Regions from separate parts of the Mus musculus genome. Here all the other regions are linked to region 2. A link is a contact called in public Hi-C and HiChIP or PLAC-seq data. All regions are on one chromosome and are shown on one strand. Each heading gives the region's core, a stretch centred on a gene start, on an enhancer-like site or on the middle of the called end of the contact. The rest is flanking DNA. Distances are from core to core; before and after follow the strand shown.

Evidence for each region. A called contact is a pair of places that touch in the nucleus more often than the background predicts. HiChIP or PLAC-seq counts read pairs in DNA pulled down with a chosen protein or histone mark.
Region 1: a contact with region 2 is called in a Hi-C map of regulatory T cells, with 3 times the contacts expected there. The contact joins the enhancer-like site here to the promoter of St8sia4 in region 2. A contact is called at or near these places in 6 of 39 promoter capture datasets (the C10 cell line, the HPC-7 cell line, HPC-7-derived erythroid cells and 3 more), 2 of 15 datasets of contacts at CTCF or cohesin (the G1E-ER4 cell line and pro-B cells), 32 of 484 Hi-C or Micro-C datasets (B cells, the BV-2 cell line, the Ba/F3 cell line and 19 more), 12 of 115 datasets of contacts at active chromatin or transcription factors (the 230-238 cell line, CD8 T cells, the HPC-7 cell line and 7 more) and 2 of 9 other capture datasets (adipose tissue and liver).
Region 3: a contact with region 2 is called in a BATF HiChIP or PLAC-seq map of CD8 T cells, with 11 read pairs. The contact joins the enhancer-like site here to the promoter of St8sia4 in region 2. A contact is called at or near these places in 2 of 39 promoter capture datasets (the HPC-7 cell line and neutrophils), 5 of 484 Hi-C or Micro-C datasets (the G1E-ER4 cell line, granulocytes, group 2 innate lymphoid cells and 1 more), 5 of 115 datasets of contacts at active chromatin or transcription factors (CD8 T cells, the SCID.adh cell line, bone marrow-derived macrophages and 2 more) and 2 of 9 other capture datasets (adipose tissue and liver).

The regions. Positions count from the first base shown.
Region 1 is chr1:95,743,012-95,745,882 of GRCm38.p6, forward strand. No RefSeq gene overlaps it. Among named protein-coding and RNA genes, the nearest start is that of 4930598F16Rik, 28 kb to the left of the region's middle. Within about 2 kb of position 1,585, at least 9 of the 459 cell types and tissues checked have an H3K27ac peak or open chromatin away from gene starts, as enhancers often do. A contact at or near this core is called in the G1E-ER4 cell line, group 2 innate lymphoid cells and regulatory T cells, where this site is marked.
Region 2 is chr1:95,666,245-95,669,071 of GRCm38.p6, forward strand. St8sia4 (ST8 alpha-N-acetyl-neuraminide alpha-2,8-sialyltransferase 4) reads right to left here and starts at 1,350. Exons shown (of 5, transcript NM_009183.2): 1 at 905-1,350. The coding sequence starts at 1,017. It overlaps Gm30431 (predicted gene, 30431), which reads left to right and starts at 1,457. Exons shown (of 4, transcript NR_166710.1): 1 at 1,457-1,912.
Region 3 is chr1:95,571,465-95,574,428 of GRCm38.p6, forward strand. No RefSeq gene overlaps it. Among named protein-coding and RNA genes, the nearest start is that of St8sia4, 95 kb to the right of the region's middle. Within about 2 kb of position 1,342, at least 57 of the 459 cell types and tissues checked have an H3K27ac peak or open chromatin away from gene starts, as enhancers often do. A contact at or near this core is called in CD8 T cells, the G1E-ER4 cell line, the HPC-7 cell line and 5 more, where this site is marked.

The DNA of each region.
Region 1 (2,871 bases), core at 335-2,834, 77 kb after region 2:
TGTTTTCACTTTCGTTTGTTGTTTTTTGTTTTTTTGTTTTTCTCTAGACAAGGTTTCTCTGTATAGCCCTAGCTGTCCTGGAACCTCTGTAGAACAGGCTGGCCTGCCTCTGCCTCCCAAGTGTGGGATTAAAGGCATACACAGCCACTGACCGGCATGTTTTTACTTTGAAGAAACTATTTAGTGAACTTCCAGGAGCTGTGTCTCCTAGTGATATTTGGGAGCCCTTTCCTAAGCAGTGTTTACTAAGCTCACTTTGAGGAATCTGTAACAATGGTGTAATATCTCTGCACCTTCTTACATTTCAAACATATTTGCAATTTAATGCTTTAGTGATTTAAATATGTTTGGCCCAGGGAGTAGCACTATTAGGAGGTGGGTTGTTGGTGTAGGTTTGTCCTTGTTGTAGATGATGTTGCATTATTGGAGGAAGTCTTTCATTGTAGGGGTAGGCTCTCCTTGCTGCTTAAAGACAATCTTTTCTTGGTTCCCTTCCAAAAAAAAAAAAACCATGTAGAACTCTCAGTTCCTTCTCCAGCACCATTCGTGCTTGGTGGCTGCCATGTTTCTACACTTGATGATAATTGACTGAATTTCTCTGAACCTGCAAATTAGCTTCAATTAAATGTTGTCATTTATAAGTTTTGTCTTGGTCTTGATATCTCTTCACAACAATGGAAACCCTAAGACAAATGTTGATCGTTATTTGTGGTGGAATAATATAAAAAATATGTTTTTTAAACTTTGCTTTATGTGTTCAGATATTTTGCCAAATTGTACGTATATGCATCCCATTTGTTCAGTGTCTATAGAGATCAAAAGTGAAGTCTGAACCCACTGAAACTGGTGTTACAGATGGTTGTGAGCTAGCAGGTCAGTGTTGAGAATCAAACCTTGGTTTGGAAGAGGAACAAGTACTCCAGACCAATGAGGCATCACTCTGGTCCAGCAAAAAGATAAGTGTGTGTGTTTGTGTGTGTGTTCCTGTGCATATATACACTTATGCATATGTATAAGTATGTATATATTTATGTATGCATCTATTTATATGTTGGAAATAACCCAAGTGAAGAAGGAATTAGGGATCACTTATCTATTTTATCATACTCTAGTGTCCTAAATGATGATAATTTATCGATTATTTTTTGTGTTTTTTTTTTCTCAATTCTGTCTTATTTTTCTGTCAGAGAGGTAATAAAACGCAATGCTTGTACAAGAAGACTTCCCTGTCTAAGTAAGCAGAATGTTTTAGAATATGAACAAAGGTCTCTGAAAACTTACTTTCTGAAGTAATGAAGTTAACTATTCCAAATGGCCCCAGAACAATGTGAATCAAACAAATTAATAAGGTGTCCCACATAACTCTCAGAAGACAGGCTTTAGTTTGGAAGATTACAGGCTCATATGCAGAAGTAAGGATAAAGAGTAATAACCTCTGAATTAAAAAACGTTTATAAATAACATGAAACATAAAAAATTATGAGGCTTACCATGTGTTTTAATACACCCCCTCAACAGTATATATTTGTTATTGTCTGTGTTTTGTTTTATTCTGGGCTAAGAGAAATGTATCTTGCATACATTGCTTTAATCTGATTAACTTTTATCAAGAAAGCCACAGAGTTAGGGAGGAAATGATAAGGTTTCCTGTGTGTGTGAATATAAAAAAGTAAAGAAACATAGAAAAGAGTAATAAATTGTGTGAATTGTAGAGGAATTTAAATCCAGCAACGTGACTTAGCTGGCAAGGGATCAAATCCAAAGATATGATCTGGCCAGAATGCACACACACCTTGGATTACAGTATGATCTGGCTGGAATACAGACACACCAGTAGTACACACCTTTAATCCTTAACAATGAAGGCAAAGATAATTTGTAGAAGAAAGCAGCCATGTTTGAAATGGACATCTAATTGATCTAATTCAGGGGCAGACAAAGTGATGAATCAAAAAGATTCGACACAATGAGTCAGAGATAGGATATGCCCAACTTACTCAACAACAGCACAGGGAAGAGAAGTGGAGAGAAAAAGATGTGTGTGGCAGTTTTAGTAGGACCATTTTATAAAGACAGGTGGCAGAGAGAGCAAGCTAGACACAGGTGAAGACAGAACAAACCAGAGAGAGAGAAGGAACCAGAAGATTAGAATGCATTGCCAACATTGGTATGAGGTCAAGCATAGTAAGTCAGTGTGAAGCCAAGAGAAGCCAGATTGAATCAGTCATCTTCAAAGATTAGATTGTATGGAGGGTAGAAGCTTCCAGGCCTAGGCTGAGGGACAGATAGAAAACAGAAAGAAATGTTCTGGGCTCATCTCAAGCCATGTATTAGTACAGCTTGGGTACAGGTCTCATCTTATCACTTCATCTGAGGAAATAAAAGTAACATTTACAGCGGATCTGAGTATGTATTCATAAATAGATACAAGAAAAATAATTTTGGGTCTCAAAAAGATCTCTGTATTAGATTATATTCTCCTTAAAGAGATAGCACATATTAAAATAAAAAGAAAAACAAATTTCAAAACGTGTAGATCTTTGGTTAAACTTTGTACTAATATTATTTTCTTTTATTATTTTACAGGAAATATCATTTCTTTTTATTAAAATGTTACATTAATGTTGTGAAAGACTTGAAAGTATTCGGTTCTCTCATCATGTGCTTACTTCTACTAGTCAGTGAAAGCACATTATATAATATATATTAAACACCATTGAACAAAAATTAATGTTAATTTGAGCTAAGAGCTGGTGATTTTTTTTCTCTGTGGAGTCATTATCTATCTTCATATGAATGCTGGGAAAAGCAAATACACATAACAAAACACACACACATCTTTATATCCATAAATATGTATTGCAGAAACAT
Region 2 (2,827 bases), core at 100-2,599:
CAGAGTTGACAACAGGGCCATATCCTCAGATGTGCGCTTCCAAGCCTTGTCAGAGACAAGAAGTTACAAATCGCTCGCTCTGCTCCCGGATAGACTTCAAAGGCAGAGAAGCCAGGGGAGAGAGGAAGGAAGTGAGATATTTACAGAACTTAATGGGGCGGAGATTTTGATCACATCTTGACAAACTCAAAAAAAAAGAGCAGATATGGTCTGTAAAGGCGCAGTTCCCAGTTCCCTTCTAAAACTGTAACCATGAAACCCGGGAGTTTTATACGTAGAGGAGTGAATAAGGAATTTTCCTTATTGATACTGAAATGTCTAACTTAAAGAAAGAAAGAAAGAAAGAAAGAAAGAAAGAAAGAAAGAAAGAAAATAGATCTTACAGGCGTCCCCTCCCCCAACAAAAACAAACAAAAAAGAGTAAAGACCCACTTCACTTCTGTGACCATAAACTTTGGAGAACGCCGCTTTTTATGGTGTCCTCATAGACTGGCGGGACACAGAAGGAAAGAAAGAAAGAGAAGGCTTGAGGAGTAAAGACATCTCTGAATTCTGCTCAAGCGTTAAACTGACAAGGGCACTCGTTCTTTGTTGACACTTCTGCAGTGACTTCTTTGGTGAGCTGCACCCTGTGCCAATACATCTTTCACCACCACCACCACCACCACCACCACCACCACCACCACCACCACCACCATTGCACAGGGCAAGTTAAACTCATCCTAGAACCAGCATGGGAAACATGCACACACACCTCCAAAGAGCCTTTGTTATTTAATTCATGACACTCTGCACAAGCACGCCCAAACCAATACACACAGCACTCCAAAAACGTCACTCTCCCGGCTCTAAGCACACTTCACTATGGCTTGATTTGGTGTCATATCCTTGAACATGCATTTACCCGATGAGTTGCGTCTCTTGGTGCTCCTCAGTTCTGGCTATTTCTTTTGTCTTATAAAAGATCAGGAGTAGACTTATAGTGCAGATGGTCCACCGTTTTCTAATTGAGCGCATCTTGGGTGCCCGGGAAAGTCCTGGTTGTCCCAGCTCAGGCACCTTCTCCTGGTATAAAGGCTCCGTTTTGGGATGATAATCAAGGGGGAGAAATCTGAAAATTGCGAAGGGAGCGTGGAGCCGAGATCCCAGAATCAGGTCGCTAGGATGTTCAGCGGTGGAGCTCTCCCGGTTCTCCAGCGCTGCCCAGCTCCCTGCCGCGCAGTTAGCGCTTACCGGGCCCGGGTCGCTCTGCGCCGCCTCCCTGGGGCTCAGGTTTCTTTTCAAATGTGACACCTTGTGCATTGGAGGTGGCGGTTTCTTCTGCAGCTGGGCTCGGGGGCGTCACTGGCCCTTTCCTCGCCGTAGCAGGGAAACGATAAGCAAGGCCAGCCAATCACCGTGCTGAGGGGGCGGAGGCTGCTGTTGCCTTGCGTTACTGGCGGCTGCTCGGAGAGTCGTTGTGAGCTCGGTCTGCACTATGCCGGGTGGAGGAAGCTCACAGTCGCACGCGGACGCGTTCTTGCGCACATGCCCCCAAACCACAGACACACACAGAACCACACTATCTCCTAGGACGCCCAAACGTCAAGGCTCCAGATCCGCCAGCTTCGACACCAGCATTCATCTCATCTGAGAAAGATGAGACTCATCCCACCAGAGGAACGCAATGGCTAGGGATAAGGATAGCTCGAGAAAGCAGCCTATCATTCAAAGCGTGTTTGCTAAACATACGTAAACGCACGGGCGAATAAACCCGACCGAAGCACAGTGAAATCCAACAGGGAAGTGGAAGGGGAACGTTCATTATTCAGTGCACAACTCTGTCTGGAAAATACGATTATTCACAGGAGCTGATGAGCTGATCTCGCCCGCAGAGTGGATGGGTAATGAGGATCCCAGCTTGAAGCTTGAGGTAAGCAAGTGAAGTCGGAGGCATCCTTACGAACATTATGGACACTTCTGTGACCCACGCGTTGTCGTTTGGAAACTCCTCACGAAGTGAAGGCAAATCCAATGCCATTTAAACTTCACTGCTGAGACCAGAATTCTGAGAAAAGGCAGCGTCCTCCGGCACACCCACCAACACATTCGTAATCCTAGGGAAGAAGAAAGGAAGGGTAAAAAGCAGGAAAGGCAGGCTCCTCTTGAAAATCCAACTGAAGTGTATTGGGCTCTGATTTTCACCCCTCTTCCCGCCTACCTTTTTTTTTTTTTTTTTTTTTTTTTTTTTTTTTTTTTTTTTACTTCTATTGTATTGTGCAGCTGGCGCGCTTTCTGAGTATTCTAGCTGAGCACCTCTCCATTCCTAGTTTCTGGCACATTCAAGAGAGCTGACTGCTCAGGCTTATCACACCTAACATCTACATGCTTCCTCAGCAGGAGACAGAGCCTGGAAACCAGACTCCTTCCTATCTGTGTGCCTTGGCCCCAGGATTCCAGAGGCTCTGAAGTCTGACTTCCTGCTCCTTCACTGAGCAGTACCTTTGCTAGTCCATTAGCCCATTAAGTTTGCACTTTCCACATCAGCAAATGAGAAGGCTCACCACCAGGATTTGGGTATCCTTGGACTTAGGAAGAATTCAGAGTGACTCAAGGAGCAGCATTAAGTAGAAAGACATGACCCTTGCTTAAAACCCGAGGTTCTAGAACCTTTGCCTAGCTGCTGAGGTCTTTAAAAGTAAACCAACAGAGCTTAGTATAAGACCCTGTTTATGTGTGTCAGTTTCTATTCAAGGTTTAGGAAGTTAAGTCTCCTAAGTTTTGAGAACCTAATCTCTGCAGGACAGGCAACCAAAGAGCCAAGTCTAAAATGCATCAAGGAGCAAGC
Region 3 (2,964 bases), core at 92-2,591, 95 kb before region 2:
CATGAGATCCTCATTCAGAAGGGACCTTTGCTATTCCCAGAGGAAGAAATACCTTATTTTTAAAATTTTATGACAAATAAAATAATCTGAAAAAAACTGGTCTAGATTAAGTTTCTCCTGGGCTCTTCAAACTTACTTCTCAAGGTTTTCCCATGATTACCAAACTGGTTACCAAACCTAAACACGAAATTAGTTTTTCTTAAGTTCTCTGAGTCATCATTTCTAAGGGCTACTATGCTGTATGTCACATATTTTAAACTTGTGCATTTTCCCTTGTTACTCTGTATTTTGTTGCAAAGTTCTCAGTTGTATACTCACGGGCCACAAAAAGTAGTTATTACCTTATAGCCCATAAAGTTTAAGCACCAAGAAACCAAAAGAGACCAGAAAAAGTTTCTGAAAAGTGATGGGCATAGAGTATCATAAAACTACATTTAGATCTATAATAGCTATCATTTAATACAATCAGGGTTCTCGTCACCTGCATGTATTTTCTCCTTAAGATAGCCTGTTTCCTTTGGAGCAAATAGATTTAAATGCTTGCAGTGAGGAAAAATGCTTACCTAGAGAACCAACCTATAATTAACAGAACTTTTTTACTTGAGATATGCAGGTGTGCATAGGGAGCACATTTTGACCCATGCAGAGAGACTGGTGTTGCATCTGGAAAATCGTTAAGAGGATGCCATCAGAGAAGTTTTTTTTTGTTGTTGTTGTTTTTTGTTTTGTTTTTTTATCTGAGCATTTAAACAGAAACGTACTTTGAAAAATGTTTGTTCATGGTCTAGAATATCAAATAAAAATTTAAAAATATAAGTATTTGTAGAAATAGCACCAACAAACAAAATGATAAGAGAAATATCCAACAGTATCTGATGACTCACAATTCATCTTTTATTCTTGCTAAAAATCATGCAGCATAAGCCACATGTCATTGAAAAATATAAAGATGTTGTAAATTATCAAGGAAAATGAAGGACTCTAAATTCTTGAGTGTTTTAATTACATGGCAATATTGCTTCATTTTCTGGGATTGGGGCAGCTAGCTTTTTATAGTTTCATAACTAGTCCTACTGGTGCATCATAAAATTTTTCTAAATATTAAAATCATATTCTATCAATTACTGGATCTTAGCTGTGTCAGATATTAGAGTCTTTGACAGCATTATAACTTTCTATAGTTAACAAGTTAGGCAGTTTGAGGAAAGAATTCCCACATAGGTTCAGGCATTGGAATACTTGGTCCCCAGTTGCTGTTCCATGGAGGATACAAAACCTTTAGGAAGTAGCCTTGTGGGAGTAAGAACTCATTGGAGATTATAGCTTTGATGTGCTTCTGTTTTCCTCTCTCAGCTTCTAGCTGGTCAATGAGCTGTCTTCTCTGGCTGCCTGATGCAATCTCATCTTTGTCATTTTGAACTGTTTGATAGAACTATAATCCCAAATCAATCCTTATTTCTATAGGTAGCCTTTGTCAGGCTGGTTTTACTATAAGCAAATAGGCAATTAACACAACAGGAAAGAATTTTTTAAAAAACTAGATTGATTTTATAGCAAATGAGTGAGAAAGACAAATTCACCGCAGACCTGTGGCTTTCCCTCTAGCTTTTGCTTATTCACTTTCCGGTTATGTATTATGAAAGTCCCCACAAATCAACAACGACGGCATGTACAGTCTTAAAATGTGCTGCAATCAACTAACACGAATGTACTCCAGAAAAGTTCAGAAATATTTGGGAAGATATTTCTTTATGTATAGATACCGATTTTTTTCCCTTCAGGGATTTGATGAAGCAATCTCCTTGCTAGAATCTTTTTGCGTTTTGAAAGGATTGTTCTACCCCGCTCTCTGGGCCAGTAGCTGATCAGCTTGATCCAGACACTTCCTTGCCTTCTCAGCACAGAAGCAGAAGCGTGTGAACTGTGTGAATGTAGTGATATCCCCCTCACTCCTTTTTGTCATGTGTTAGCTAGCAATATGTTTTAATGAACTTTCTAAATCCATCACTTATTTTACTTCATAGTGACCTTTGAGATCACTATACCTATTTCCTCTGTACTTGTCACCCTGTACTATCTAAATCCAGCCAGCTACCCATGGGGGATGATGGTATTACATTCTTTCTTTTGAAGTTAAAAGGTAATTACATAATTTCTGCTTCCATTTTCTATCACCAGACTCTGTCATATAACTCCCCTATCCTTTCTCAAATCCATGGTGTTGAGAGTATAGTTGAGTGGTTGAACACTTGACTGCACATTGGTGATCTTTCTTTTTATCATTGATTCTTGTTACACACACACCTCGTTGTGTATATTATTACTTGTAGGTATATTTTCAGAGCTGTTTATTTGCCACAGAGAACAAAATTAATGTGTTCTTCCATGAGCATGACCACTTCTCCCACTCTGGGATTTCCTTAGTTGCCCACAGATCTTTGTGGAGAACTGGAGCTTTGGGAGCTTCCCCCAATCTACATCTGTATGTTTCATATTGTTATCTTTGTTCAACCCAGGTTATGCAGTCATATGGGTGAGACTTTCTGGGATATACCTTCTGATAGTAATATGAGATACTAGCTCACAGCAGATACTCTAATTTGGCTCTTCCAATACTTCTACCTCCTCTTGAAGGCTCTTCCAATACTTCTACCTCCTCAAGCCTTATGTGCAAGATATGTTTTATATATCTATCAAGTAGGACTGGGCTTTATAGCTCTGCCTTTTGATTGGTTGTCATTTTTGTAACGGTTTCTATCTGCTGTAATGAGAAGTTTCCCTGATGTGGGACACGGACTACACTTATCTTTGGCCATGGGTACAAAAATTTAGAATGTAATGAGGGATGGTATTGATTTATAAAGTGATGGCCATAGGTTCCTTTACATGAACTATAACTTCACTATTCCTGAATAGTTGGCTAGGGTTACAGTACCAGGAATAGGTACCCTCTTTTTGTGTAGG